2 separate regions of the Sus scrofa genome follow, and region 2 is linked to region 1. The links are chromatin contacts, called in public promoter capture Hi-C maps. All regions are on one chromosome and are shown on one strand. Each heading gives the region's core, a stretch centred on a gene start, on an enhancer-like site or on the middle of the called end of the contact. The rest is flanking DNA. Distances are from core to core; before and after follow the strand shown.

Evidence for each region. Promoter capture Hi-C pulls out the DNA fragments that hold promoters and counts their contacts.
Region 2: a contact with region 1 is called in a promoter capture Hi-C map of liver, with 2.7 times the contacts expected there. The contact joins the promoter of CHPF here to the promoter of DNPEP in region 1. A contact is called at or near these places in 3 of 5 promoter capture datasets (fetal liver, fetal skeletal muscle and liver), 5 of 47 Hi-C or Micro-C datasets (liver, omental adipose tissue, skeletal muscle and 1 more) and 1 of 2 datasets of contacts at active chromatin or transcription factors (skeletal muscle).

The regions. Positions count from the first base shown.
Region 1 is chr15:121,401,790-121,408,011 of Sscrofa11.1, reverse strand. It overlaps DNPEP (aspartyl aminopeptidase), which reads left to right and starts at 3,901. Exons shown (of 15, transcript NM_001185186.1): 1 at 3,901-3,929; 2 at 4,568-4,661; 3 at 4,767-4,855; 4 at 4,954-5,067; 5 at 5,275-5,400; 6 at 5,604-5,734; 7 at 5,998-6,073; 8 at 6,185-6,222. The coding sequence starts at 3,924.
Region 2 is chr15:121,549,628-121,555,849 of Sscrofa11.1, reverse strand. It overlaps CHPF (chondroitin sulfate synthase 2), which reads left to right and starts at 2,260. Exons shown (of 4, transcript XM_003359649.4): 1 at 2,260-2,972; 2 at 4,857-5,430; 3 at 5,948-6,127. The coding sequence starts at 2,659. TMEM198 (transmembrane protein 198) reads right to left here and starts at 2,164. Exons shown (of 5, transcript XM_021076309.1): 1 at 1,818-2,164; 2 at 1,301-1,504. The coding sequence starts at 1,466.

The DNA.
Region 1 (6,222 bases), core at 2,652-5,151:
TTTATCACATGGGAAAAACTTTTATCACGCAACCTCTACCACAGTCAAGAGGCAGAACTATTCCACCGCCACAAAGATATTCCCTGCACTCCTCCTCAGAGGCACCCCCTTCCCTTCCCTCAAGAGCCCTAGCCCTTGGCCACCATTCATCCTTTCTCCCTGTCTATAATTTTGTCATTTTTTAAACTTAGCATAATGTCTGTGAGATCCATTCAAGTTGCTGCCGTTTTCAAGAGTTTGTTCCTTTTTATGGATGGGGAGTATTCCACGAGGGTTGTTTCTCACAGATAACACTTTTTAAAATTTCATTCATTCAGAAGTTCCCGTGGTGGCTTAGTGGTTAAAAAACCCGACTAGCATCCCTGAGGACTCAGGTTCAATCCCTGACCTTGCTCAGTGGGTTAAGGATCTGGCATTGCCTTGAGCTGTGATGTAGGTCACAGGCACAGCTTTGGATCTGGAGTTGCTGTGGTGGTGGTGTAGGCCGGTTGCTATAGCTCCTATTTGACCCCTAGCCTGGGAACCTCCATGTGCTGTGGGTGCACCCCTAAAAAGACAAAAGTAAAATAGAATAAAATTTCATTCATTCAAAAAATATTCATTTTATATCTACTGTATGCCTGGTGCAGACACAAGGCAGATAGGAAGCTGCTTGCAGTCAGGGTTGGGGTTTTTGCCGGACAACTAAGCAACCCCAAAGTGAGCAAGGGGTGTGGAAGTGTGTGCAAAGGAGTGGTGATAAGGATGGAGCAGCACATTATGCTGGGTTGGAGGGGGGTGGAGAAGAGAGGACTGGGGAACCGAGATGAATAGGATCAATTGTTGGTAATTCTTGTATAGGTGAGGAATTAATGGGGTTGGGTACCTTTCTCTGAAGGTTTCCTATCTCATTCTCAGTTTATTTTTTGTTTAAAATACCAATATCAGGAGTTCCCGTGGTGGTGCAATGGAAACGAATCCGACTAGGAACTGTGAGGTTGTGGGTTTGATCCCTGGCCTCGCCCAGTGGGTTAAGGATCTGGCACTGCTGTGAGCTGTGGTATAGGTCACAGGCGAGGCTTGGATCCTGCGTTGCTGTGGCTGTGGTGTAGGCTGGCAGCTGTAGCTCTGATTCCACCCCTAGCCTGGGAACCTCCATATGCCTTGGGTGTGGCCCTAAAAAGCAAAATAAAAACAAACAAACAAACAAACAAAAAACCCCCCAAACAACCCCACACCAATAAATATCAAAAGAAACATTCCAGAGTTTCCTGGTGGCTTATGGGTTAAGGAGCCAGTGTTGTCACTTCTGTGGCAAGGTTGCATCCTTGGCCAGGGAACTTCCATAAGCTGGTGGGGGGGCGACCAAAAAGACATCCAAGGATTTCCTGCTCAACAGAAACAAATCTGACTAGTACCCAGGAGGATGCGTGAGCTCTCTGGCCAGCTCTGGTTCAGCTGCTACCCTGAGAACCTCCATATGCTGCAGGTGCAGTCCTAAAAAGACAAAAAGACATTAAAAAAAAAAAAAAAAAAAGCTTTTCAAACCTCCCTCCTAGAATACGATTGGTTGGAAACAAAAATTTTGCCTGAGCTGCTCACCTCAAGGCATCCTGGCATTTGTAGTTCTTACTCAGCTGAGCCTTGCTCAGAAAACGACTTGAGCAGAAGACATGTGTTGGAAACTAAAGTGCCCTTCCAACGACATTGTAAGAGAACAAATTGTACCGTGTTATGCAAGCCCCTATCATTCTACCCAGGAGCAAATCATTCATTTAAACAGCCAAGCAATGAGATACCCAGGGCTGTTTTAGCATCAAGAAATCAAGATCATCTGATTCAGCCCCTCTCTGTATCCATTTCAGCAGGCAGGAACAGGACACACACACACACACACACACACACTTTCTCTTCCTCACAGAATTGCTTTGGTATTCTGAATTATGGGACAGATCACTACTTAGGAAGTTTCTTTCATAAACCTATGGATCACAAAGGACATGCATGTCAAGGTAACTCACACTGAAGTGTGTAACTATTGCTATGTTAACACACAGGCATTTGCTCTTTAATAGTAATTAAACCAAAAAAGATAAATGACTAATGGTAACGCTGTAAACACCAGCTAGGAGGTCCCTGGTGGTGGAGTTCCCTGGTGGTTCAGTGGGTTAAGGATCAGTCATTGTCACTGTAGTGGCCCAGGTTGCTGCCGTGATGCAGGTTCAGTTGCTGTCCTGGGAACTTCCATATGCCACGGGCGGGGTCAAAACAAACAAACAAGCAAACAAATAAAAAAGAAATGACTGTCAGATCTCCAGGAATTTTGTGATCCTAGTGTTAAACACAGGAATCGCTAAAAATTAATCTATGGAAACTTACAATTAAACAAATTATATTACAAACAGAGATAATACTCAGAAGATTATTGCTTTCCTAGTGATTTTACTATAAATCTTTGCTCCTGAGATTACTTTTGTCCATTATATCTGTTTGGCAGAAATCTACACAGTTGTGTACTTTTCCTCATCCCTCCCAATTCCACGTTCAGTTCACGCTGGCAGCTTAGACTTGGCCATGGGGAGTGTTTACACCACAGAAATAGGGCTGAAACATGTGTATTTCCCCAAGCCTAATCCAACAAGTCAAAAATGGTATCTTTTCTTTTTTTTTTTTTTGTCCTTTTTAGTGCCGCACCTACGGCATATGGAGGTTCCCAGGCTAGGGATCCAATCAGATCCAAGCTGTGTCTGCGACCTCCACCACAACTCATGGCAACGCCAGATCCTTAATCCACTGAGCGAGGCCAGGGATCGAACCCGCAACCTCATGGTTCCTAGTTGGATTCGTTTCTGCTTTACCACGATGGGAACACCTACATCTACTCCTTTGAATTGGGGGCTGCAAGATCTTTCCTACTACTGCCCACTCCCCTGACATTCCCAGTCCAGTACCTAAATGGCAGATTGCTCCATCACCTGTAATCCCTGGAATGCTAATAACAGCCCTGAGAGCTGGCCCCTGTTTTGAACCCAGGGACCATCAAGAGTCCTCATCAGAATCCATGGTTAGTCAGGCACCTGTGTTTTTTAAGTGGCTACTCACCACTCTTGACATAGGGCTATTGGGATTGCCTCCAAGAACATATGGAGTTTGTCACAATTTTTTAAAATTATAGTTGATTTACAATGTTCTGTCAATTTCTGCTGTACAGCAAAGTGACCCAGTTATACATTTATCTACATTTTTTTTTTTTTGGAGTTGGTCTTTTTCTGTCAATTTAAAAAGTGGAAAGAGTACAGATACCAGAGTCAAATCCCAGAGGCATCCAAAGAGCTGCGTGATCTTGGACAAGTTGTTAATTCCTCCCTCGCTGAGGGACGTCCCGAATAACGTAGACTTTACCAAGAAAAGGGCCCAGTGAAAATCTGAGAGTGGGTTGTCCCAGGCCCCAAATTAATTGAGTCCAAACCCCACCTCTGCCACCTGCTGCCTTGGACAGGTTACTCATCTCTATATTTCAGTTTGGTATACAATGGGGACAGTAGAGGTACAAAGTTGATAGGGCAATGAAGATTAAACAAGGTAACACAGTAAGCTTGACCAGAAAGCTAAAATTCATCATGAACGCTCCATGAACACTAGCCATGTTGCTTTCATTATCACCAGGGTGCCTGTGGAGAGAGAGAGCACTTTGCACAGCACCCGTCGGACCAGGTGAGCTGGCGGGGGTGTTTTTTACCTGGACTCTCTGACCTGGGGCAAGGGTGGGGGCCCGCGGCTTTCGGCTATCTTAGCACCTCCGGGTCGGCAGAGGGCGCCCGCCACCGCCGCGTAAGGGGCACGGGGGGCGGGGGGGCAAGCGGCGGCTGCGGGGCGGGCGGTGGGAGTGGGGGCGGGCCTAGCGCACGGGCCGGGCGGGCAGACGTAGGCCCACGCGTCAGGCCATGCAGGTAGGTGGCCGCCTCTCGTCCCGCACGAACTTCGATCCCAAACCCGGCCCGGCAGCCTCTTGGGCCCAGGCTCAACCTTGCGCTTGCTGACGTGGGGGCTCCGCCCGACCCTAAACAAAACTGAAAGCCAGGCCCCAAGTGACTTTACCTTCCTGGGGTTGCTAAGGAGGGGTCTGCGAGAGACTGCTTTGGGCTGTTCCCTAGAGAACAGGTATTTGGTTCTGGGATGGGATCGCGCGCGCGGCGCAGGCTGGCACAGAGTTAGGGGCCCCATTGCAAGCTCGGAGTTTGGGAACTGACCCGGATTTTCAGCTGGTCGGGCACGTGGGGGCGGGACTTGGGGGGCAGGGCTGAAGCTAGGATGAGGGGGCGGGCCGGCTGAGATGTGCGGTGCGGGGAACGCAGCGGGGGTTGTGACGCTTTGGTTGGCGGATCGAAGCTTTCAGCGGATGGAGGATCCGCCCGGCATCTGCTTCTCTCCCTGGGGCAAGGGGTCTGAGCCTCGGAGCCGTCACTTGGGGTGGAGTGGGGTGGGGTGGGGGCGGGGGATTGGAGGGGCGGGGCGGGGAGTCTCCGGAACTTGGATGATAAGTCAGGGGTTCTAGACCTTGTAGGAGTCTGAGCTCCCGCTCCCTTAGGTGGCCATGAGCGGCAGGGCCCGCAAAGAGGCGGTGCAAGCCGCGGCCCGGGAACTCCTCAAGTTTGTGAACCAGAGCCCCTCTCCTTTCCACGGTAAGTGACCAGGGCAGCCGAGGAGGGCGGCGGGGGGAGGGGGGGGAGCGGGGCCGTGTGCCTCCTAGCGGTTTCCATCGCTATGAGAGCGTTCTTTCCCTCCAGCGGTGGCCGAGTGCCGCAGCCGCCTCCTCCAGGCTGGCTTCCGTGAACTCAAGGAGACGGAGAGCTGGGATATCAAGCCGGAGAGTAAGGTACTAGGGGTGGAGTGGGGGTGGAGAGGCAGGAACCCAGGCTGGGGCTCGAAGTCCTGTGCGCCCGCTGGCTAATCCATCTCCACCCTCCACCCCAGTACTTCCTGACCAGGAATTCCTCCACCATCATCGCTTTTGCTGTGGGAGGCCAGTATGTTCCTGGCAATGGTTTCAGCCTCATCGGGGCCCACACGGACAGCCCCTGCCTCCGGGTAAGGAAGGGGAGCCGTGCTGGGGAGGGGAGGCATGGAGAAGTGCAAGGGAAAAGCCTTATTTCTCCACCCCCCACCCCCCACCCCCCGCCCCGGCCGCTGCCTCCACATACACATGGGGCCCTTCTCCACCCCTTAGCTTGTGAAAGTCTGTCTCACCTCCACATCCCATGTTGTGTGGCCTCTGACTCCCATTGTCCCACTCAGGTGAAACGGCGGTCTCGCCGCAGCCAGGTGGGCTTCCAGCAGGTTGGTGTGGAGACCTACGGTGGTGGGATCTGGAGCACTTGGTTTGACCGTGACCTGACCTTGGCTGGACGTGTCATTGTCAAGGTGGGAACTGAGCTGGGACCTAGGAGGCCCTCAGCTTTAACTGCCTGAAGATTGACTGTCACCTTCCTTCAGGGAACCTCTGGAGAACCTCCCGGGGAAGGGGTCAGGGCCAGAGGACCCCCTTTGTTAGTCGGGATGCAGTGGGGGTGTTAGCCAACTGTGATCGGGAGGCACCCTGGCTGACCCCGCCTGTTTGGCCACAGTGCCCTACCTCAGGCCGGCTGGAGCAGCGGCTGGTGCACGTGGACCGGCCCGTTCTTCGCATCCCACACCTGGCCATCCACCTGCAGCGAAATGTCAATGAGAACTTCGGGCCCAACATGGAGATGCACTTGTGAGACTGGGGTGCAGGCTCTGGTGACTGGGAGGGATAGGACGTGGCACCAGGTGATGGAAGGGGCCCTGCCCGGACCTGGGGGATTACACCCTAATGGTGGCCACGATCAGGTTCTACTCTTAGGACCCAGTTGATGTGCGGGGAGCGAGCTGAGAATTAAAGGACCAGGGCAGTTCCCCATCAGGGGCCGCCTGAGCTCAGGGATGCCCCACCCTGCTGTGCCTTCCAGCCCTCCCCACACACCCTCTGTCTCCCCACAGAGTCCCCATTCTTGCCACAGCAGTCCAGGAGGAGCTGGAGAAGGGGACTCCTGAGCCAGGCCCTCTCAATGCTGCAGTAAGAGCCCCCTGGTCAACGGGAGGGGTGAGCAGGGGGAAGGGACTGGCCCCCTGAGAAGGGGAGAGAGGGAGGAGTGGCCCCTCCTCGCAGCATCCTTCTGTCCTGCAGGATGACCGGCACCACTCAGTCCTCATGTCCCTTCTCTG
Region 2 (6,222 bases), core at 1,011-3,510, 150 kb before region 1:
TTAGAGTCTGGGAGGTTCGGGGGCCGGAAAGAGTAGGGCATGCACGAGGGCTCAGAGAATCCAAGAGTGGGAGAGTGGGAGCCTCCAAGAGCGTAAGGTGGCAAGGAAGCCAGGAGAGGGAATGTCAAGCTGCACTGAGCAACTGTAGAGGGAGCGGGTATGAATAGTGGAGGGGGTGAGGTGACACAGACTCCTTGGAGATCTACAATGTGTCCTGAACCCTTAGAGGGGCTCTTCCTCCTGCCCACTCTTCAGTTGTTCAGACCAGAGGTTGGGGGTGGAAGAGGAGGGACCATCTGGCTCCTATCCCTGCCTACTACGCAGCCATTCTAGGGGGAGGCATAAAGTCTGCACAGCACAAGTCCCCCCCACATATCCCACCCCATCTCTACCCAACCTGGAACTCAGAACTTCAAGCTTCCTTTGCACTTCATCCAGCCACCTATAATGCTCTACCTGGAGGCTTTCCTTGGATGCCCAGTCCAAAAGACCAACTCTACTCTCTGAATTTCTACATCTTCTTGCTGGGGAGTCACTGGGCATTTAGTCCACTAGACCATTTGGCATTTTTGTGCAATTTAGGAAAAACTGAGTTCCTCTAGGCAAAGCAGACTTGTGCCAAGGTCTAGAGTTCTGTAAGTGGAGCATGGGCTAGATTTCAGCCCCTACTTGCCTATCCAGCTGAACTCCCTTGTGCAGTATCCATCCTGGACAACTATTTGCAGCAGCCCTGATTACTGGAACCTGCTTTGGACACACATTTCCATGTGTATGACTAATATTTAGCTCCTCTCTAATAGGTATCACAGGCATAAATGGCTCAGAAGACTTTCCCCCATCAGACAATATGCTCGGTGATAAGAGACCATGTTTACTTACCCTGCTAAATGTTTTCAGTGCCTACCTAGCATAGTAACCCAAACATATCTTCATCACAAGAGCTATTATGTATTCAGTGCTTACTAATTCTTGCAACAACCCTGTGTGAGACAAGTATCATTCTTCCCACTGTTCAGATGAGAAAACTGGACCTTAGCAGTTAATGAGCCCAAGGCATCACAATTAGTAAGGTGCAGAGCCAGGTTCAAATTCAAGCATGCCTAACTCAAAAACCTGTGTTCTCTAGGATCTAGAGTCTAAGTTATCTACAAACATTTGTGGGATGGAAAAAGAGAGAGAGAGAAAAGAAAGATAATTATTATGGTGGTGGTAAAGTTCTAAAGAAGGCTGAGGGTGCCTCAGAAAAATAACTTAGGGAAACAGTGGGGAAGCCCCAGTGAGGGATGAGATGAGGTCTCACCGAAGAAGCAGTAGACGACTCCAAACAGACAGCACATGATGCAGACGAGGGCCGGCAGTGCCTGGTACCTGCGTTCCAGGGGCTGTTCACAGGGTGCACCCCAGAAGGCATCATCTGGCTCGGGGGGCAGCAGCTGGAACCGCAGTGTCGCCGCAGTGCCTGGCATAGTGCTGGGAACAGAGGGAGTCACCCTCCCAGGTCAGCCTGACAGAGAGGAAGTTGGGGTCAAAGAGGAGTCCTGGGTCTCTACCACGATGGAGTGAGAATGGGAGTGGGAGAACTAGGCAAGGACACAGTGGACAAAGGAGTGGTGCTCACATCACACAGCTCTGGAAGCATCCCTGAAGTAAGGGGCAAAAGACAAAGGGAAACAAAAGTGCCCGGCTAGAGGGAGCTGGGATGAAGTTAAAAGGGTAACTGGGTTGTGGGGAGATGAGGTCAGTGTGCTGCCAGTGAGAAGCAGGCGGCTAGAAGACTGGTCTGTGGGCGGCTAAATCTGGGATTGTCCAAGATCTACCTGGGCCGGAGGCGACCTGAGCTTCAGAGCGAAAGAGGCTGTGCAGAAGCCGGCGTGTCCGGGGTTGCAGGGTGCCAGGGGCTCCAGCCGACTTGGGTCCGGTAAAAGTCCGCCGTGAGGGGAAGGGGGCCGCTGGGCCGGAGGGACCGGTCCCTGCGCGGCAGCGTCGCCGCTCCGCCTCCAAAACCGGCTAGCACTCCAGGTCCGCGGCGTTCGGGGACTCGGGCTGGGCCTGGGAAAGGGAAAGGAGCGGGAGCAGGGGCTTGGGCTGCCCCAGAGCCGCGGCCCCATGCCCTGAGCCCGCCCGCGGCCTGTGGTGCTGATGGACAGCTCCGGCCTCTGCTCCTGACGTCACTCAGGGCGCACCATCCAGGCAGGGGCGGGCTGCTTCTGACGTCACCCGAGACGCACCAACCACGCCGAGAGGAGGTTAGGCGACTCCGCCCCCGGCGTCTGCCTCTCCCGCACTGAGGAGGGGGCACTTCCGGGGGTCCTTCCCCTTTAACCTCCCCCTTTTCCTCCCTCTCCGGTAGCTGGAGCCCGAGACCACACCCCGGGGGCGGGGCCCTCCCAGTGACACGTCGGACAGCGACGGCCCCCGCTAAGGCTCCCGAGCCCAGCGCCGGGACGGTGAGCGGTACCGAGCTGCGGCTGGAAGGGGATCAGAACGCAGCGCTGGGGATTCGACTGGCACCGCGGGCTCTGCTCGGCGCGGAGTGGGGGGGCCCGCCTGCTTGCCCTGGGCCCTCTGGATCCGCCCCCTCCCCAGTCCCGCCCCCTCGGAGCCTCCTCTAGCTGCTCTGGGGCTGCTCCGAGGCCCGGGGCCCGCGGTCCTGGCGCCATGCGGGCATCGCTGCTGTTGTCGGTGCTGCGGCCCGCAGGGCCAGTGGCCGTGGGCATCTCCCTGGGCTTCACTCTGAGCCTGCTCAGCGTCACCTGGGTGGAGGAGCCGTGCGGCCCAGGCCCGCCCCAACCCGGAGATTCTGAGCTGCCGCCGCGCGGCAACACAAACGCGGCACGCCGGCCCAACTCGGTGCAACCTGGAGCAGAGCGCGAGAAGCCCGGGGCCGGCGCAGGAGCCGTGGAGAACTGGGAGCCGCGCGTATTGCCCTATCACCCCGCACAGCCTGGCCAGGCCGCCAAAAAGGCCGTCAGGTAGGGATCAGACTCGCCAGCCCCACCCCCTGTGAACCGGCCTGGACAGGCGCGCCGTGGAGGCCGACAGGGGCTGGGTCAGGCTCCGGAAGGAAGGGGCTGGCTAGCCAGGAAGTCTTTGGGCCCTGATAATTTCCGATAGCCCTGCTTCTCGGGGAGGTGTGGAGCCCATCTGAGGCCTCCCTGGGCCTCATCCAGGCCTGGGCAGAACTTGCCCACCTCTGTCCTAAACCTGCTTGACACCACGGGCCCCCAGAGATCCTCAGTTCCCTGGCTCGGTGATGGGTGTAGACTGGTATAGAGAGAGGGAAAGAGAAAAGAGAGAACTAGGATTTACCTCTCTTATTCCTGTGTGGAGACCTGGATGGGGAGGTATTGAGGTTCCTGGGGGAAGGGTGATATACCCATCCCATTAATGCCTCTGCCTGTGAGTTGAACTAATTTCTCCTAAGTAACACTGAGTTCAATTTCCAGTTCTGCAACTTACCTTCTGTGTTGTGGAAGGTAAGATCCTGGAACCCCTGAGCTCCCCAAACACATTCACTACATGTCTATGCTATTCATTCCTTTACATCATTTGTGTGACATATTTGTGGTATAATGCCATATATTTAGAAATAAGTATATCCATCGACTTCCCGTTGTGGTGCAGCAGAAACGAATCTAACTGGTATCCGTGAGGATGCGGGTTCGATCTCTGGCCTTGCTCAGTGGGTTGGGAATCCAGCATTGCTGTGAGCTGTGGTATAGGTCTCAGACGAGGCTCTGATCCCACGTGGCTGTGCTGTGGCTGTGGCATAGGCCGGCAGCTGTAGCTCCAATTGGATCCCTAGCCTGGGAACTTCAATATGCTGCAGATGTGCCCCTAAAAAGCAAAGAGAAAGAGAGAGAGAGAGACAGGGAGAGAGAAAGAAAGAATAGAATATACATGATGATGTGTGGAATACCTATATGCCAAGCATTTGGCTTAGTGCTTTAAAGAAACAATCAGCCCTGTTTACAGATGAGGCTAGCTAAGGCTCAGATGGGTTTAGTAACTTGCTCAAGGACCAAACTATTAAGTAATGAAACAGGGAATCAGACGCACAGTGTATCTCTCATCTCTGCCTGGATAGTGCCATCTCCCAAAAGCAGTGTGTAGGTAAGACCAGTATTTCACTTAAATCCTCATGTCCCCGGGGAGAGAGCTGTTATTCTTATCCTCTGATAGGTGAGGGAAACAGACCCAGAGAGGATGTGACCTTCCAGAGCCTATGTATGCTGCCTTTTGCCAGCCCTGTTAACTTTTTTGTTTTGGGTTTTTTTTGTTTTTGTTTTTGTTTTTTTGCTTTTTGAGGCCGCACCCACGGCATATTGAAGTTCACAGGCTAGGGGTTGAATCAGAGCTGTAGCCACCAGCCTACACCACAGCCACATCAGATCGAAGCCGACTCTGCAAACTACACCAAAGGTCATGGCAACGCCTGATCCTTAACCCACTGAGCAAGGTCAGGGATCGAACCTGCGTCCTCATGAATGCTAGTCGGATTCGTTTCCACTGCGCCACGATGGGAACTCCCTTGTTAACTTTTTATGTCTTTTTTTTTTTTTTTTTTTTTTTGCTATTTCTTGGGCCGCTCCTGCAGTATATGGAGGTTCCCAGGCTAGGGGTCGAATCGGAGCTGTAGCCACCGGCCTATGCCAGAGCCACAGCAACACAGGATCCAAGCCGCGTCTGCAACCTACACCACAGCTCACGGCAACGCCGGATCGTTAACCCACTGAGCAAGGGCAGGGACCGAACCCGCAACCTCATGGTTCCTAGTCGGATTCGTTAACCACTGCGCCACGATGGGAACTTCCCTGTTAACTTTTTAATAACCTGGTGCCTCTTCTCCTTCCCAGGACCCGCTACATCAGCACGGAGCTGGGCATCAGGCAGAGGCTGCTCGTGGCAGTGCTGACCTCACAGGCCACATTGCCCACACTGGGCGTGGCGGTGAACCGCACGCTAGGGCACCGGTTAGAGCGCGTGGTGTTCCTGACAGGCTCGCGGGGCCGCCGGGCACCACCGGGCATGGCCGTGGTGACGCTGGGCGAGGAGCGGCCCATTGGGCACCTGCACCTGGCACTGCGCCACCTGCTGGAGCAACACGGCGACGACTTTGACTGGTTCTTCCTCGTGCCCGATGCCACCTACACAGAGGCGCACGGACTGGCGCGCCTAGCTGGCCACCTCAGCCTGGCAGCCGCTGCCCATCTCTATCTGGGCCGGCCCCAGGACTTCATCAGTGGCGAGCCCGCCCCAGGCCGCTATTGCCACGGTGGCTTTGGGGTGCTGCTGTCGCGCACACTGCTGCAGCAGCTGCGCCCCCACCTGGAAGCCTGTCGCAACGACATTGTCAGTGCGCGCCCGGATGAGTGGCTGGGCCGTTGCATCCTCGATGCCACCGGGGTGGGCTGCACTGGCGACCACGAGGTAGGAAGATAAACCACCCCAGCGGTGCCTCCTGTCTAGGCGAGTGTACTTCGCCCTGAGAGGCAAAGAGGTGGTTGGAGCTATAGGCCTGGGTTTCCACGCCAGTTCTGTCATTTTTGTACCCCTGTGACCTTGGGTAAACTACTGAGTCTCCTGTGCCTCAGTATCCTTATTACCAATGGGAGTAATTATTTCTCAGGGTTGTTACAAGGATTAGAAAAAATAAGGGAGCTTTGTACATAGGTGTAGGTGTTGTAGGTGTTTAGGGTTGGCTGCTGTTAATCTTATTTGAGTCCCTGGACTGCTCTAAGATAGATGCGTGCCCATTTCACAGATGAGCTAGCAGAGGCTTACCCACGGTCACACTAGCTCACAACTGGTCAAGATAGACTTAAGCCCACAGGCGTCTGCCGCCAAGTCCACAACAGGTCATAGGATGGGGAGATGAGACACACACTGGGGGAGTGGCGACTGTCCCCCTCCATTTCCCGTTATGGACCCCTTCCCTTCTCCCCAGGGGGTACACTACAGCTACCTGGAGCTGAGCCCTGGGGAGCCTGTTCAAGAAGGTGACCCTCGATTCCGCAGTGCCCTGACGGCCCACCCTGTACGTGACCCTGTGCACATGTACCAGCTGCACAAGGCTTTTGCCCGAGCTGAGCTGGAACGCACATACCAGGAGATCCAGGAATTACAGGTATGGTCTGGGCCGGAGGACGAGGGCAGGGGTGGGGTGGTCCTGAGAGGTCTCAGAAATCCTAGGGAAATGAAACCTTAGCAGTGGAATCACAG